Regions from separate parts of the Mus musculus genome. Here all the other regions are linked to region 1. Evidence: chromatin contacts called from public Hi-C, HiChIP or PLAC-seq and promoter capture Hi-C data. All regions are on one chromosome and are shown on one strand. The core of a region is the stretch at or near the end of the contact, and the rest is flanking DNA. Distances in the headings are between cores, read along the strand shown.

Region 1 (3,333 bases), core at 490-2,989:
TCCTGGGTGCTCCCAAATCTGGAGGAGGGTGCTCCCAAGCCTGAAGGAAAGGCCGCAGGTAGCTGAGCATTTTTGCCTCCTCCACCCACTGCACCTGCAGAGAGTTGAGCTGGCACAGCTGCAGGTGACTCTGCCCTCAGCTCAGGTGACAGGATGCAGGCTACATTCCTTAATCACAGCTGTCTTTTTCTCTTATGGAATAGACCTGGGTGTGGGGAGTGTCAAGGTCTCTACAGTGGGACCCAGCACATCACATCCTGACCTGCTGTCTGGTTTCCAGCCTTGATCTTCCTGGTTCTGGATGTAGAACTCAGAACAGGGGTATTACAAGCTCAAGGCATCAGAGCGTAGACAGGGACAACCTTGACTTCCTTGCTCCTCCTGCCTCCACCTCCAAAGTGCTGGGATTACAGGCGTGTGCCGCCACCACATTTGGTATAGGTGGTGCTGGCAATTGAGCCCCGGGCTGTGTGTGTGCTACCCAAGAACTCTCTCTGCTCCCTGACCTACATCCCTGGCCCTTTCTGGTTCTTTGAACAATTCTGTTTATAGGATGTTTTCATGGTCACTTGCGTTGCCAGTAGAATTAGAAGTCTCTGGAAGTGAGGTTGTTTCTTCTGGAAACTCTTAGGCAATCCTGATGGGCAGGGATAGTTGAGAGCCCTGGGTTGGCCTGGGACAGTTGGGGACACTTCTGGGTGGCACTAATGTGTCCTCTTTCTGTTACTTCCTTCACTCTCTATCAAGGTGAAGACTTCTGTGCAAACAGAAGAAGTTCTTGGGTGTGTGTCTGTCCAGCGGGCTAATTTCTTAGGATGTGTAATAGACTCACCATTGATCCTGTTTCCTCATTTGAGGGAAAGATACAAAGTTTCCCTTTAATATAAATGTAAGTCAGGAGTGAATGAAGCAACCATCTGCACTTTTTGTGGTCGGCTCCGGCTTCTTTCATGGCTTTGAGGCAGGCTTGCAGGGCCCCTGGCAACCCTGCCCCATGCTGGGGAGACTGAGCACGTGCAGGTCCGGGCATGTCCTGTGTACACGTGGCTGAAGGGTGGGGCCGACACCCTGAAGGAAACCTCACCTCAGGTGCTGAGGACCCAGGACACTCCAGGGAGCTAGGCTACACTGGAGTGGTTGAGGGTTAACAAAGGAGTTTCCCAGGAGGCTTTACGTCAGCCCTTGGGATTGGCGTGGAGAATTCTTTCAACATGATGTGTTTGCCTCTTCCCCAAAGCATTCTGAGATGCTCTATCTGGTCGTCAAGATCTTTCCCTGGAGCCATTATTGTCCTGTAAATTTGGTGACGATATTACAAGACTTCAGTGCCCACAGGGGCCTGGTACTTTCCCGAAACACAGTAAACTGGTCATTCAGGAGCCCTGAGCTGCAGGGTAGAACCCTGTGGGTTCCCAGGACTGAACATGGTTCATACCTGTAGTCCCTGTGTGTTGGAAGGCTGAGATAGGAGCATCGCCATGAGTTTGAGTCCAGCCACAATGGTCTGAAGCAGGTCTCAGTGCTGTGACTGCTGATTGACTGGGAGCTAGGGTTAGATAACTTATTTGCTCATTTGCTCAGCAAATACCCAGCTCTTTCCGAACAATGCCCTTGCAGGGCCCTGCGGGAGATTACATCCCGTTGATCTGGGAGCTTGCTGACAGGGATTAATTTAATCATCGCCTTTACCCTGGGGTGAGGGCTCTCATATCTCCTTCCTGCTGTGCCTGGCAGTCTTGGAGGACCAGCATTGTTGAGGGGTCCCACAGCTAGGCGTGGCTCCAGACTGAGGGCGTATCTTCACATAGAGTTCCAATTTAGAGACTCCAGCCTACAGACAAACATTTGGGAAGGATCATGTTTTTCTGAGTTTCTTCTGGACAGGTGAGGAAGGTTCCAGAAGGTTCTAAAACCAGGATTGTGGAATGTCCATTTGGAAGAATGTTGTCTTCCAGGTGCTGTGAAGCGAACACTGGAGATAAATCTCTGGCAAGATTTAACCTTGGTGTTTTGTATTTTAAAATTCAGCATCAAATTTCACTTTATAGTATGGTGATTATTAATTTTTTATGTGTTGTTTTATTTGTTTCTAAGTTTTTAAGTCTTGTGTAGCCCTGACTTGATAATGGCTTTTTAACCTAGGCTGGTCTTGAACTTGTGGCAATCCTCCTGCCTCAGCCTCCCAAGTGCTGGGATTTCAGGCATGGGCAGCATGCTCTGCTAGCTTTGGTTTTCTCTGTGTTGTGGAGGTGGGTGTGTCCTCAGGGATGCTGCCTCCTCAGTTGATTGGGTGTTTGCTGGGCAGCGTCACTCTGAAAGTCAAATCAGGCTTGGGAGGAGGCCTCGGGGAGCTCGCAGGAGGCAATGCCTGATCAGAGGCAGCTGTCTTTAGAAGCAGGATGAACTAAGCCAGGGTCTTGTGCATCTGCTAGAGATGGGGACACCCAGGCATTGGTCCCTAGTGAAGGCATCCCTTGTGGTCCCCAGGACAAGCTGCTTGGTTTCTGGCTGCCTCTGAGAGCATACCGCAGGCTGCAGGACTCTGCGAGTGGCTGAGAGAGGAGGGGACGGGCAGACCTCGGGAGGGGAGAGGAAGGTGGAAGTGGTTGGTCAGCTGTTCTCAATTCGCCTCAGACAGAATATTCATCTGAGCTTAGTACTAAAAAAGTGCCCAGCTAACCAGGACCAGTGATCACCCAGATGGTGGACATTACCCCAGGTTAGCCCTGCGGTTCTGACTAGGGATGGGTGTCCCCTTCGGACTTCCATGTTCTAGAAGTCTCCAAGGCCCTGTTCCTCTCTTTGCTAGGCAGGTGGAAGCTTTCTTATCCTGGGGCCAACCCTGCCTGTCTGGAACCCTGTGCTTAATAATTCCTGTCCCTGTGGATGTGTGGGCTGGAGAGTCTTCCTTGTTTCCTCCGTGCTGGAGACAAGCGACCGGGAAGGTAATTCATGCCTTTGCATGTGTTCTCCCACTCCGTGTATGAGCCTTTCCCAGCCACCGCCACTGTTCTTCTTCCTTACTGACCTCTTCCTGAGCAAAGTCCTCTCCCCACAGAATCTCCTCGCACTGACCCTGGCTCAGCCTGCCTCTCTCTCCTGGATCAGCCTCTCTCTCTCTCTCTCTCTCTCTCTCTCTCTCTCTCATTTGCTTGTGCTTCCGTGAGTGAGCTGCGTAGCAAGGAAGCCGTGCAAGTCTGTCTCCACACGATGAGTGAAGCTCTGTTCTAACAGGGGAAGCTGGCTCTTTCATTCTCTCTGAAGGTGTCCTGTGTGCCAGGCACTGCCCTGGGTAGGGGGACTGAGAGATGGGCAGGACTGGAAAAGGTGTGG
Region 2 (3,169 bases), core at 166-2,665, 940 kb after region 1:
GAAAAAGCAGACTCCGCAGAGAGGTGGGAAGGCACTCCGGACGGTCCAGCATTCACTTAGCTACAACAGGTCAGCCGCAACCAGTGAGGCCTTCCCAGACTCTAGAATCAGCTCCTCGAGGCTGTGGACTGTGTTGGCATGCAGTTGGTGCCAAATAGATGCTTGGAAATGAACACAGGGAGTGATAGTTAAAGGAGAGTTTAACTACACTTTGAAAGGTGCTGTAGCAGGAAAGGAAGGGGCTCTGACACGTTTCCTCGGAGACACAGAGGTGTTGAAGCTTGCAGCAGACTGAGAGACACCACTAAGTGCATACCTTGCTTCCTGATGGAACAGGCACCCCCCTCAGGACACAAGACTGTGGTAGACTTGCCATGCTCACAGCGGTGTGAGGGAGTGACACACACTCATACTTGTATTGCAAGCTCCTGGCCCCCAAACACACTCAGTTATGCTCAGTTCACTGCTCCTTCTGTGTGTAGAATTGTGGCTTTTCCCTCTAATTCCCTCCTCCCCACATTCCCGTTTATGATTTCTGTTTGTTTGCTTTGAGGGGGAGGTTGAGACAAGTCTCACTATGTAGCCCTGGCTGTCCAGGAACTAGCTCTGTAGACCAGGCTGGCTTTGAACTCAGGGAGATCTGCCTGCCCCTGCCTCTCAAGTTCTAGGATTAAAAGTGTGTGCCAATATGCCTGTTTCCCATTTGCAATTTAGTGTGTGTGTGTGTGTGTGTGTGTGTGTGTGTGTGTGTGTGTGTGTAACACAGCTGGCCTGTCATATTTATGTCCTTACTAATTTTTCATGAGTCTATCTCTCTATCATTTATCTATCATCTATCTATCTATCTATCTATCTATCTATCTATCTATCTATCTATCTATCTATCTATCTATCTACCTGTCTGTCTGTCTGTCTATTCCTCTATCACCTATTTATCATTTCTTTCTCATCTATCAATCCTATCTATCTATCTATCTATCTATCTATCTATCTATCTATCTATCTATCTATCTATCTATCTATCTTTATTTGAGACAGTCTTACCATATAGCCCAGGCTGGCCTGCAACTTGCTTTGTTTGGCATTGAGTTCACAGAGTCCACAGATATTCTGCCTCCACCAACAAATTCAGCCTCATGGTCCTTCTTATTTGTCATAAGATATATCTTATGACATATATCTTGCATAGTCAGGGAGGATAAATGTGGAACAGAGAGAAGTTGTGGTACAGAAACTGTAAGACACTCCCCCTTAGAGGGTGGTGGGCCAGTGATGACACTTCCAGGTGGGTGTCACATAGCCCAGAAAGGATTCCGTTCTTTGGAACCCTTTTGTCACGTGCTCCAGGTCACCAGAGAAACGTGTGCTGGCTTTGAAGGTGGGAGCTGCTCTGAGGTCAGTGTGGGCTGTCAGGTGCCGTAGTCCTGCCTTGCCCGCTGGCACACCTAGTTCCCATGACACAGTGCCAAACAAGCTCATCGGTCTAACCTATGGCTGCTCTCTGGGATTTTCCACATCCTGACCCAGGGGAAGAACTTTGGCACCTTGTAAGGGCTGCTAAATCACCAGGCTGGAGAAAGACGCCAGCACAGTGCCACCCATGCCCACCAGAACTGTCCACATGTCACAGTGTGGCTTTGCTGCCCTGGTGGACTGGCTGGAGCAGATGGAAGGTTCCAGGAGCATCGTATCCTGGCTCTTTCATCTGAGGCCTCTCTGAATCCTCCCATCTTCACACCTCATCTGCAGCCTCACCAAGGCCTGAGCAAGAACCTCTTCTCATCTCCCCAGTTTTGGCTGAAACTTCATCTGCATCTCAGAGACAAAGGAGGAGGCAGAGGCCCTGAGAAAGCAGTAACTTTCCAGGGCTGAGTAGCTGGCAGAGAGCAGAGCTGGTTTTCACACTAGGTCTGTCTGGTGTCACAGCATTTCCCTGGCACAGAGCCCAGTGCAGAAACGGTGAGCGCTGAATTCAGAAGTGATGAGGGCAGAAGTGAGACTGAGGAGGAGACAGTGACAGGAAATGACACCTCTCTTGAGGTGACAGTGGTAAGGGACCCGTGGAACAAACATCCAGCAGCCCCCAGAGCGAGTGCAAGAGCTTTATAGGAACAGCACCAGAGACAACATGAACCCTGTAGCAATAGAGCCCCTCTTAATCCCGTTAGGAAGGAAGAGACAATAAACACAAAATTACCAGGCACGTTCCCAGCACAGAGCATGGTGTAGTATGGGCTGTATCAGCCTTGGAAAGGAGGGAGGGGATGTTTCTGTCCTAAACATGATGCAGAGGACACCCTTGACATGAGTACTGCTCCTGGGTAGCAGAACAGGTGAGAAATCAACTCCTCTGTACCATCCCTAGAGTGAATGAGATCACACGACACCTCGGCTGAAGCTCATTCCATGGGCAATATGGAGTCGGTGAAGGCAGCGGAGCAAGAGATTAACTTCACAGGTAGAGGCCAAGAGTGTGTGGACACATCTGCTAAACCCTTCCCAAGGAAGGTTGTGTGGAAACAGCCCCCTCCACAGGTTTTGCTCCAATCTGATTTCTCCAGGAACCCTCCCCAGCCTGCTCAGACAGCCCAGGGCTCCTGGACACTGCTGTTCCCAGTCTATGGTCCATGGATGAGAACTGACTCTAACGAAGGTGGTGACAGCTGTAGCTAGAGCCCAGCAACAGTCAGCCCTGTCCCCATAGACCCATTCCCTGGCCACCTTGGTTCCACAGTCATGGACCTAGCTCCTACCTCTCTTGCCCACAGTTCTTTTCTGACATCCTATCAGACTGGACTTTTTCCCTTGACCCCCCTCTATCTGGGCACCCCTCTATTATAAAGACCCTCACCTTACAATCATGGTCTTAATGTTCACCACTGAGTTTTCTCTAGCCTCCAACTCCCCATGACTTTCTCAACCAGCCCCCAGATATCTATATCCTGGGAAAAGATTCTGGCTCTGAGAACACCTGGCTCTACCTGCAGACCCCAGCATAGGCTCCCAATGCCCAGATCAAGCCCTTTAGACCTAACTTCCAAGAACCCGAGCCCACCCTGCCTTGCCAGCCTGTCCTTTCCCCGTGGATTCCAAACACTACTCTCCCTCCCTTTCAGACATCATTGGCATGAGTCACGGCTGCCAGGGCCTGGCTGAGGCAACCCACCTC
Region 3 (3,458 bases), core at 433-2,932, 550 kb after region 1:
TGTCACCCTGGGATTTGAGTTGTGAGCTTATGCCCCTTCAGCATCAGCCGTCCCTAGTGCATGGCACTTTACAAATCTACCCTTCCACCCTGCTCTGCTCTGTCTTCTACAAAACAGAAGGGTTGGGGGAGTGAAGGGTTGTTCTATGAGGTGGGATAATACTAGTTGTAATTCTAGATGGAAAACACACAAGAGCACAGAGCTGAGCTGGGGTTGTAAGTCTTAGCACTCGGGAAGTAGGGTCAGGAAGATCCTGAGTTCAAGGTCTCTCTAGGCTACATAGGGAGACCTCTGTCTGAAAAAGACAACATATAAATAATCATTCACTTAATAACTATATACGCAAAATATCCTAAATAAATTAAGAGCATACTGACTCCAAAAGCCTTTGAAATAAATTGTAGACTTGGGTCTCTGTATCTGTGGAGCCTGCTACCACAGATCAAAAATATTTGGAAAAAATGAGCTTACAAGCCAATTCTATAATCATAGCACTCCGGAGCTGAGGCAGGAGGATGGCAACTTTGAAGCTATCACTCCATGTCCAACATTTAGGGCTTTCAACAGAATCTTTTAGGTTTAGGTGGTCCTCCCCTCCAGCTCAGTAGCCTGCAGCATATGTAGCATCTCTATTGGGCTGGCTCTACTCCATACCTGCAGCTTTCCTTGGCAGATGACCCATGGTCTCCCTCACTGTGGACCTGGATGATGGCTGCGAGCAGTAGCTGGGCTGTAACCTGAGTGCTTTTATTTCCTTCTCCATCAAACGGACTAATCTATTGCTCCTTTGTTCAGTATCCTTCAAGTTTGTAGGACACAGGCAACACACAGCCAGGTTATTTGCCTGAATATCATCACATGAATGGCCTCCAGCCCAGTTCCCAGTATAGTCTTTACTCTCCTCTGAAGCTTCCTGACCAGGCTCTGCTGTTCACTTCTCTCTTAGCATTCTTGTCTTCAAAATTCCCACCAGATCGGTCCATTAGGTTCTGCTTATCACATTCTACAGCTTTCCAAGCCCAATACTCTGACTTTCCCATATTCTTTCCCCAAACCAGTTCCAAAGGTCTTTGAACTGCCTGCTCAGGTACAGCAGGGTAACAGTCCACTTCTCTCTACACCAATTTCCAAGTATTAGCCACTTGCCTTATTGTGGCAACAAAATACCTGTCAAAAGCAACCCATAGTAGGAGAGGTTGGTTCTGGTTCAGGTTGGTTCAGGCTCACAGTTGGAGGGTTCAGTCCCTCACAGAGGGGTGTGTGTGAGTGTGACAGTAAGAGCCGCAGGCCACTGGTTACATTGTATCTGCAGAAACGAACTGGTTACATTGTATCTACAGGAATGAACTGGTTACACTGTATCTGCAGAAATGAACTGGTTACATTGTATCTACAGGAATGAACTGGTTACATTGTATCTGCAGAGATGAACTGGTTACATTGTATCTGCAGGAATGGAGCCTGTGCTCACTCAGCTTGGTTTCTTCTTTCTGCTCAGTCTGAAACTCCAGCTAATGGAATGGCGCCACCCACAGCTAGGGTGGAGCTGCTCTCCTCAGCCAGCTCAATCCAGAAAATCCCCCTTAACTTCCTCAGAAGTTTACTTCCAGAGTGATTCTACTCCTTCTATCAAACCACCCAGGATAAGCATCACCTTTGTGGTGTTAATGCTGCCTGCTGCATCCAGTGCTTATGGGTGTCCCTGGGTTGCACCAGGGAGGCTGCTTACCCAGTCTGGTCCCATGCAAGCACACCCCACAGTGCTCTGAAGACAAGGAGCTTGCCCAAAGATGTGTTTCTCAGAGTGCATTCCCTTGACAAGCGGCACAGGGATGCATGTGTGGAGATCATGTAAATTACACAAACACATTTGCAGAGACCACTCGGCTTCAAACTAATGAAGCTGCCCCGGGCAATGGCATCATAGGACTTCCTGTTTGTGTGAATAATGAAGTGTTGCCGGCTGCCTGGATATCGAGCTCAACAAGAGCAAAATAGGAGTCCATGCTCTATCCACCCTTTGGGGAGGAGGAGGGAGGGGGGAACCTGTTTATGAGTGGTCTCATGAAAGTGTGCACTGTACTCATCAGCCCCTCCCCTGCCCTACAGCCTTGCTGGTGAAGGTTAACCCATCCTGGCTATTTCAGCCGGCTCCAGGGGCTATGGGAGCTCAGACTAACTAACTCTGTAAACTCTACATTCTGGAGTGTTCCTTGATGACACATTCTCAGAACTGACCTGTTGTCCTTTGAGGCTGTTTCATAGGGTGGTCCTAGACTTTATGGAATGTTTAGGGGCCCCAAGCCTCTTACCCAGTAGTCATGCAGACACTTCCCAAGCCCCAGAGTACATTTGGGGCTCTGAAAATGTTCTTGAATTAAAATTTAAAATCAGAAGGAAAAAATGAACATAACAATAAAGGATGTGTAATCAGGCATGATGTTGAACATCTAGAATTCCAACACATGGGAAGTTGAGGCCAGCCTGGGCTACATTGTATGTTCCAGGTAAAATCTGTGCTGTAGAGTAAGACCTTGTTAAAGAAAGAAAGAAAGAAAGAAAGAAAGAAAGAAAGAAAGAAAGAAAGAAAGTCACCTAGAAGCAGCCCTGGCAAGTGACTTGGCAGCTAGGTAGGATTCTCAGAGTGGACACTTATGAGCTGGGTTTTGTAGGTTTGTAGGTCAGCTCAATGGTATTTATCTCCATATCAACTCAATTGTAAAATAGAATTTTCTTTCATGTTTTACAGAAGAAGGGTCTCACTGAAGCCAGTGTGTGTAGGGCCCCCCAGAGTCCTATACCCACTCTGTCTGTGCTCACTAGCTGCTTTCTCCTTCCCAGCTGTGACAAGCAAAGCAGCTCCAGTCACGAGCAGGTGTCCTCTGGGGAGGGGTGTGTAGAAGATCTACCAGTTAAGAATTAGTGCCTTAATTAATTAATTAAAATTTGGAATGGCAGGATGGATCAGTGAGTTGAGGCACTTGTCACAGTGACTGATGGCCCGAGCTTCACCCCAGGGGATCACATGTCAAAAAGAGAGGGACTCCTGGAAGTTGACCTCTAACCTCCACGTGGATGTCACATGACACTCATCCCCAAAATAAACAAATAAGCAAGATTTAAAAAGAGAGACATTTTTCTTTACAAAGCCCAAGTGACTGCCAACCATTTTAAACATTATCTTTATTATTTTATGTCTCCGTATTTTTGACTGCATGTATGTCTGTGTACCCACGTGGGTGCCTGTGGAGACCAGAAGAGGGTGTTGGATCCCCTGGAACTGGAGTTACAGATCTTCGTGAACCACCATGTGGGTGCTGGGAATCAAACCTGAGTCCTCTGAGACAGCAGCCCGTGCTCTTGACCACTGAGCCATCTCTCCAAGTCATGACCAGCCATATCTGCAGCCTCCCAAATGCTGTGATTATAGGTTCGTGCCAACACACCTACTCCCAAAT
Region 4 (3,701 bases), core at 108-2,607, 740 kb after region 1:
AGGTTCTTTTACTCCTACCAAGGTACCACCTGGTAGTTTATACCTTAGCTCAAAAAGGCTTTCTGATGGGACGAAAACTGAGTAGAGCCTAAATCTATCCCTCCGGGATCATATTTTATTCTTGCTTTGAGGATTTCTGTGTAGTAGCAATCCGATGAGTAGACATCTCTGGGCAACCTGTCAAAAGGCACAGGTTACATAATTAGTAATAATATCTATATTATATAGTATCTTCAACATGGGAGTGAATGTGATAAATGTCCAAAGGGCCATCTCCTCCATACACACATGTCCTGGGAGTTGCAGGCACCATGAAAGACTACAACTGATGGCTTGTGATCTTTTTAAAGACAGGGCTCCTTTTCAGCTTCTGCACAGATTGTAGGAGAGGTCAGAGGAAATGCAGATGCCATAGGGTGGAAGGGGGAGGGGGAGAGAGAGGAGTGGACAGGAAAGAGGACAATGGGAAAGGAAAAGAAAGAATGTGGAAGTGGAAGACAGATGGGCTGGTGGATGGGAGGCTGAGGGGATAGGATGAAGGAGCCAAGGGGAAGATGGGGTGGAGAAGAGACTGGGAGAGTTAGGAAAATGGACAGTAGGGGAGAAAGGTGTTTGGGCTTTTCCTCATGTCCCCAGGCACTGGCATGCCTGCTGAGGAGCCAGGGTTTTCAGCCACCTTCACTGTGTCAGACTGAGGCAACCATTTCTTTGGAAAAGCATCAGATAATACTTGATTTCAAGGTTATTTCCACAGAACACAGGCTACTCTGTTGGTGGAGCAGTGAAATGAGTCAGTAGCTGAGCAGTTGTCTTATCCCCCTGTCTAGGACAGAGTGTGGCCCTACTTTCTGCTCCATGGAATTTACAAGGGGAGTGGGGTCCCTGAACCTAAGGCCTCTGCAGTCTGGTGGGAGCATGGCAGTGGTGCTGACTCTGCAAATGGACTCTAACAATCCTGTCCCCTCCTGGCTTCTACATCAGCACCTGCATTAGCAAGGTCTCAGTATGGACCTGTGGAGGGTCAGAAGGAGCAGGCTCCATTTGCTTTCCAGGGCATAGCTCATGGCACCAGCAACTTCCATAGCCATGAAGACCCAGATAAGAGTGAAGATGTTCAGGCACTGCAGAAATGTTCCTGGAGTCCAAACTCATGCCCCAGATAAAAATCCTCACCCTCCCCAAACCAAAACCCTTGGTCATAGACAATACCACACAGCCTGTGAAGCCTTCTTCTGTCCCCAGAGAGAAGGTATCAGGGCCTTACCTGCAGAGCTGAGCCAGCTGCCAGTGTCTGTGATAGCTGGCTCCTGGTGGTCAGAGTTGCTGCCTTCCTGGTCTGTTGTTCTCTCCACTGCATGCCCCCACCAAGGACTCCTCCCACTTCTTAGGAAATGCTGATGAATACAAGCTGTGCTCTGGGCTCTGATGGGAAAAGGACAGACTGGGTGATTTCTGGGAACAAGCACTTACAGGTTTTATCTTGCAGAGCCATTCCCTGCTGGGAAAACCCCTTACTGTTCTAAATACAAACCAATGGGTGAACTAGTGTGGCTACCATGCCTATAACTGTTCAAAGGAGACTGTGGAATAAGGATGTGTAGTGAAGGCAAAAAGACAGAGCACAAACACAGACCACATTTCCCCAGGAGATATAAAGCTAACACTTGTCTGGTGTTTCTAATTCACTTCAAAAAGAAAACCATTCTGTGTCCATGCTAGCACATTTTTATAGGGAAGCTTGCACATTAATAAACACATTCCTCAATGTTGACAGGCTTTAGCCTGCTTCTATATAAGTGTCCTGTCATGCTAGAATGGGTACATAAAAAACAGAGACATGCTTTGCACTGTTTGGCTATCTGACATCTGAAGGGAAGCTGCCTGTGTCTGGCAGTGGAGGAAATCTGAAAGGTGTCTTTGTCTGCAGAGACTGACTGGCTGTTGACAGTTTCAGTTCTGTAGAGAGATTGGAGCATGGCAGGTCCTGACAGAGGCTCATTATCACCTTATCTTGTGATAAGTTCTACCTCTATGGAACACCCATGCATTACCTGCCTGTGTGTCAGAAATGACACCTGTGACAATAGGATCTATTAACTTAGCAACCAGCTAGCTGCAACCCAGGAGCAGCATGGAAGCAGATGATGACTTGAGTCTAGAGAGAAGCTTTCCCCATGCTGATGCAATTGACTCTCAGGTATCCACCCATGCCTCTTAAACTTGCCCAGGTTTGTGGCTTTCTTTCTTTTGTAAAGTCATAATGATTTTGTAGAAGTGATTCCTCATTGAACATGGAATTTGGGTGATGGAAATCTGTGTTCTCTGACAACTGTCATGCAAACTGGCTCTAGAATGAAGTATCCCTTACTCTTTTTAGGATGAGAGCTGTGGATTTTTTGTTAACAGTGGGGTGAGGGATTCACCAGCATGTGTTTGGTCCAAAGCTGCAGTCCCCAAAATGGAAGTGCAGGTCCTAACAGGGAGGATTCCTGATGCCTAAGGAAAGCCTCAAGTTGGCTCTACACACACCAGGAAAGAAGATGGCCAATGGTGTATTCTTGTTCACCAGGAGGAACGTTAACATTGCCATAAATATCAGCTACTTCAGGCAAGGGACCTAGTTCCTATTCCACGCAGATAGCCTGAATCATCTCAAAGCACCCTACACTGCTGTCATTTCAAATCTTTTTTCTTCTTTCAGATGTTGCTTCTTCTCTCTGCCTGCAGGCATGAGAGAGAGAGAGAGAGAGAGAGAGAGAGAGGGAGGGAGAGAGGGAGAGAGAGACAGAGAGAGAGAGAGAGAGAGAGAGGGAGAGGGAGAGAGAGAGAGAGAACCTTGCCAATGTGATTCCCAATAAGATCTCCTTCCTACCCACAGACTTTAATTTCTTCACATTCTTTGCTTACATTTTGTTCTGAAACCAGGGAAAGAACACTGGGCACTTTCACAGGGTCCTATCCACCCTAACTGAAGTGTCACTTTTGAGACTCCTGGGTGTTTCTGCTGAATTCTGCTGGCTCCAGTTATCTACAACATTCAACATCAAATTTTAGAGTTGGTTGTTCCAGCTCTTTCCCTTCCACAGTGCTGGCTAGGTTCACATTAACTTGAAACAAAGTGTGGTCATCTGACAGGAAGGTATCTCAGTTGACATTTGAACCTGTGTCTCAGTCTGCAGAGCATTTTTTTTAGTGATTTATAGAGTGTGCCCAGCCCATTGTGCGTGGTGGATTCCCTGGACTAATGAGCCGGGGTCCTGTAAGGAAGGAGGCAGAGGAAGCCATGTGAAGCAAGGCAGTAAGCAGCAGCTCTGCATGGTCCTGCACAGGCTCCTGCCTCCAGGATTCTGCCTTGTTTGCCTTCCTCCCTGATTTCCTTCAGTGATGAACGTTGTTGTAGAAGTATAAGCATCAGCAACCCTTTCCTTCCCAACTTGCTTATTGGTCATGGTGTTTCATCATAGCGATAGAAAAATGAATTAATGTCTCCTCATACCCTGTCTATATGTCTGTCCACTCCTACGATTTAATTTAGTAGCTGCATCCTCTTTGTATGTCTCCCTCATTGGATCACTAGGGCCTGCTTTCTCTCTGTCTGGACTCCTGGATCCTATTGAAGAAAAGTCCGGTGGTTTCCTCAGCTTTGTTATACAGGACACATCCCATCCCTGGCACTAACCAAATCTTTAACTTTCCCTCTG

Evidence for each region. Promoter capture Hi-C pulls out the DNA fragments that hold promoters and counts their contacts. Hi-C and Micro-C count contacts between places; a contact is called where the count stands out from the background. HiChIP or PLAC-seq counts read pairs in DNA pulled down with a chosen protein or histone mark.
Region 2: a Hi-C map of natural killer cells shows a contact between it and region 1, with 6 times the contacts expected there. The contact joins the enhancer-like site here to the promoter of Syne3 in region 1. A contact is called at or near these places in 1 of 39 promoter capture datasets (hippocampal neurons), 1 of 484 Hi-C or Micro-C datasets (natural killer cells) and 1 of 115 datasets of contacts at active chromatin or transcription factors (memory CD8 T cells).
Region 3: a contact with region 1 is called in an H3K27ac HiChIP or PLAC-seq map of embryonic stem cells, with 5 times the contacts expected there. The contact joins the enhancer-like site here to the promoter of Syne3 in region 1. A contact is called at or near these places in 6 of 39 promoter capture datasets (cranial neural crest, frontonasal cranial neural crest, hippocampal neurons and 3 more), 1 of 15 datasets of contacts at CTCF or cohesin (embryonic stem cells), 2 of 484 Hi-C or Micro-C datasets (cortical neurons and embryonic stem cells), 6 of 115 datasets of contacts at active chromatin or transcription factors (craniofacial prominence, embryonic basal ganglia, embryonic limb bud and 3 more) and 1 of 9 other capture datasets (embryonic stem cells).
Region 4: a promoter capture Hi-C map of pre-B cells shows a contact between it and region 1, with 2.4 times the contacts expected there. The contact joins the promoter of Serpina3i here to the promoter of Syne3 in region 1. A contact is called at or near these places in 1 of 39 promoter capture datasets (pre-B cells) and 1 of 115 datasets of contacts at active chromatin or transcription factors (large pre-B cells).

Annotation. Positions count from the first base shown.
Region 1 is chr12:104,997,083-105,000,415 of GRCm38.p6, reverse strand. It overlaps Syne3 (spectrin repeat containing, nuclear envelope family member 3), which reads left to right and starts at 1,739. Exons shown (of 19, transcript NM_001042699.2): 1 at 1,739-1,884; 2 at 2,814-2,945.
Region 2 is chr12:104,056,012-104,059,180 of GRCm38.p6, reverse strand. No RefSeq gene overlaps it. Among named protein-coding and RNA genes, the nearest start is that of Serpina12, 13 kb to the right of the region's middle. Within about 2 kb of position 1,415, at least 69 of the 459 cell types and tissues checked have an H3K27ac peak or open chromatin away from gene starts, as enhancers often do. A contact at or near this core is called in hippocampal neurons, memory CD8 T cells and natural killer cells, where this site is marked.
Region 3 is chr12:104,451,320-104,454,777 of GRCm38.p6, reverse strand. No RefSeq gene overlaps it. Among named protein-coding and RNA genes, the nearest start is that of Gm40562, 19 kb to the right of the region's middle. Within about 2 kb of position 1,682, at least 6 of the 459 cell types and tissues checked have an H3K27ac peak or open chromatin away from gene starts, as enhancers often do. A contact at or near this core is called in embryonic stem cells, where this site is marked.
Region 4 is chr12:104,260,778-104,264,478 of GRCm38.p6, reverse strand. It overlaps Serpina3i (serine (or cysteine) peptidase inhibitor, clade A, member 3I), which reads right to left and starts at 1,357. Exons shown (of 6, transcript NM_001199940.1): 1 at 1,265-1,357; 2 at 44-177.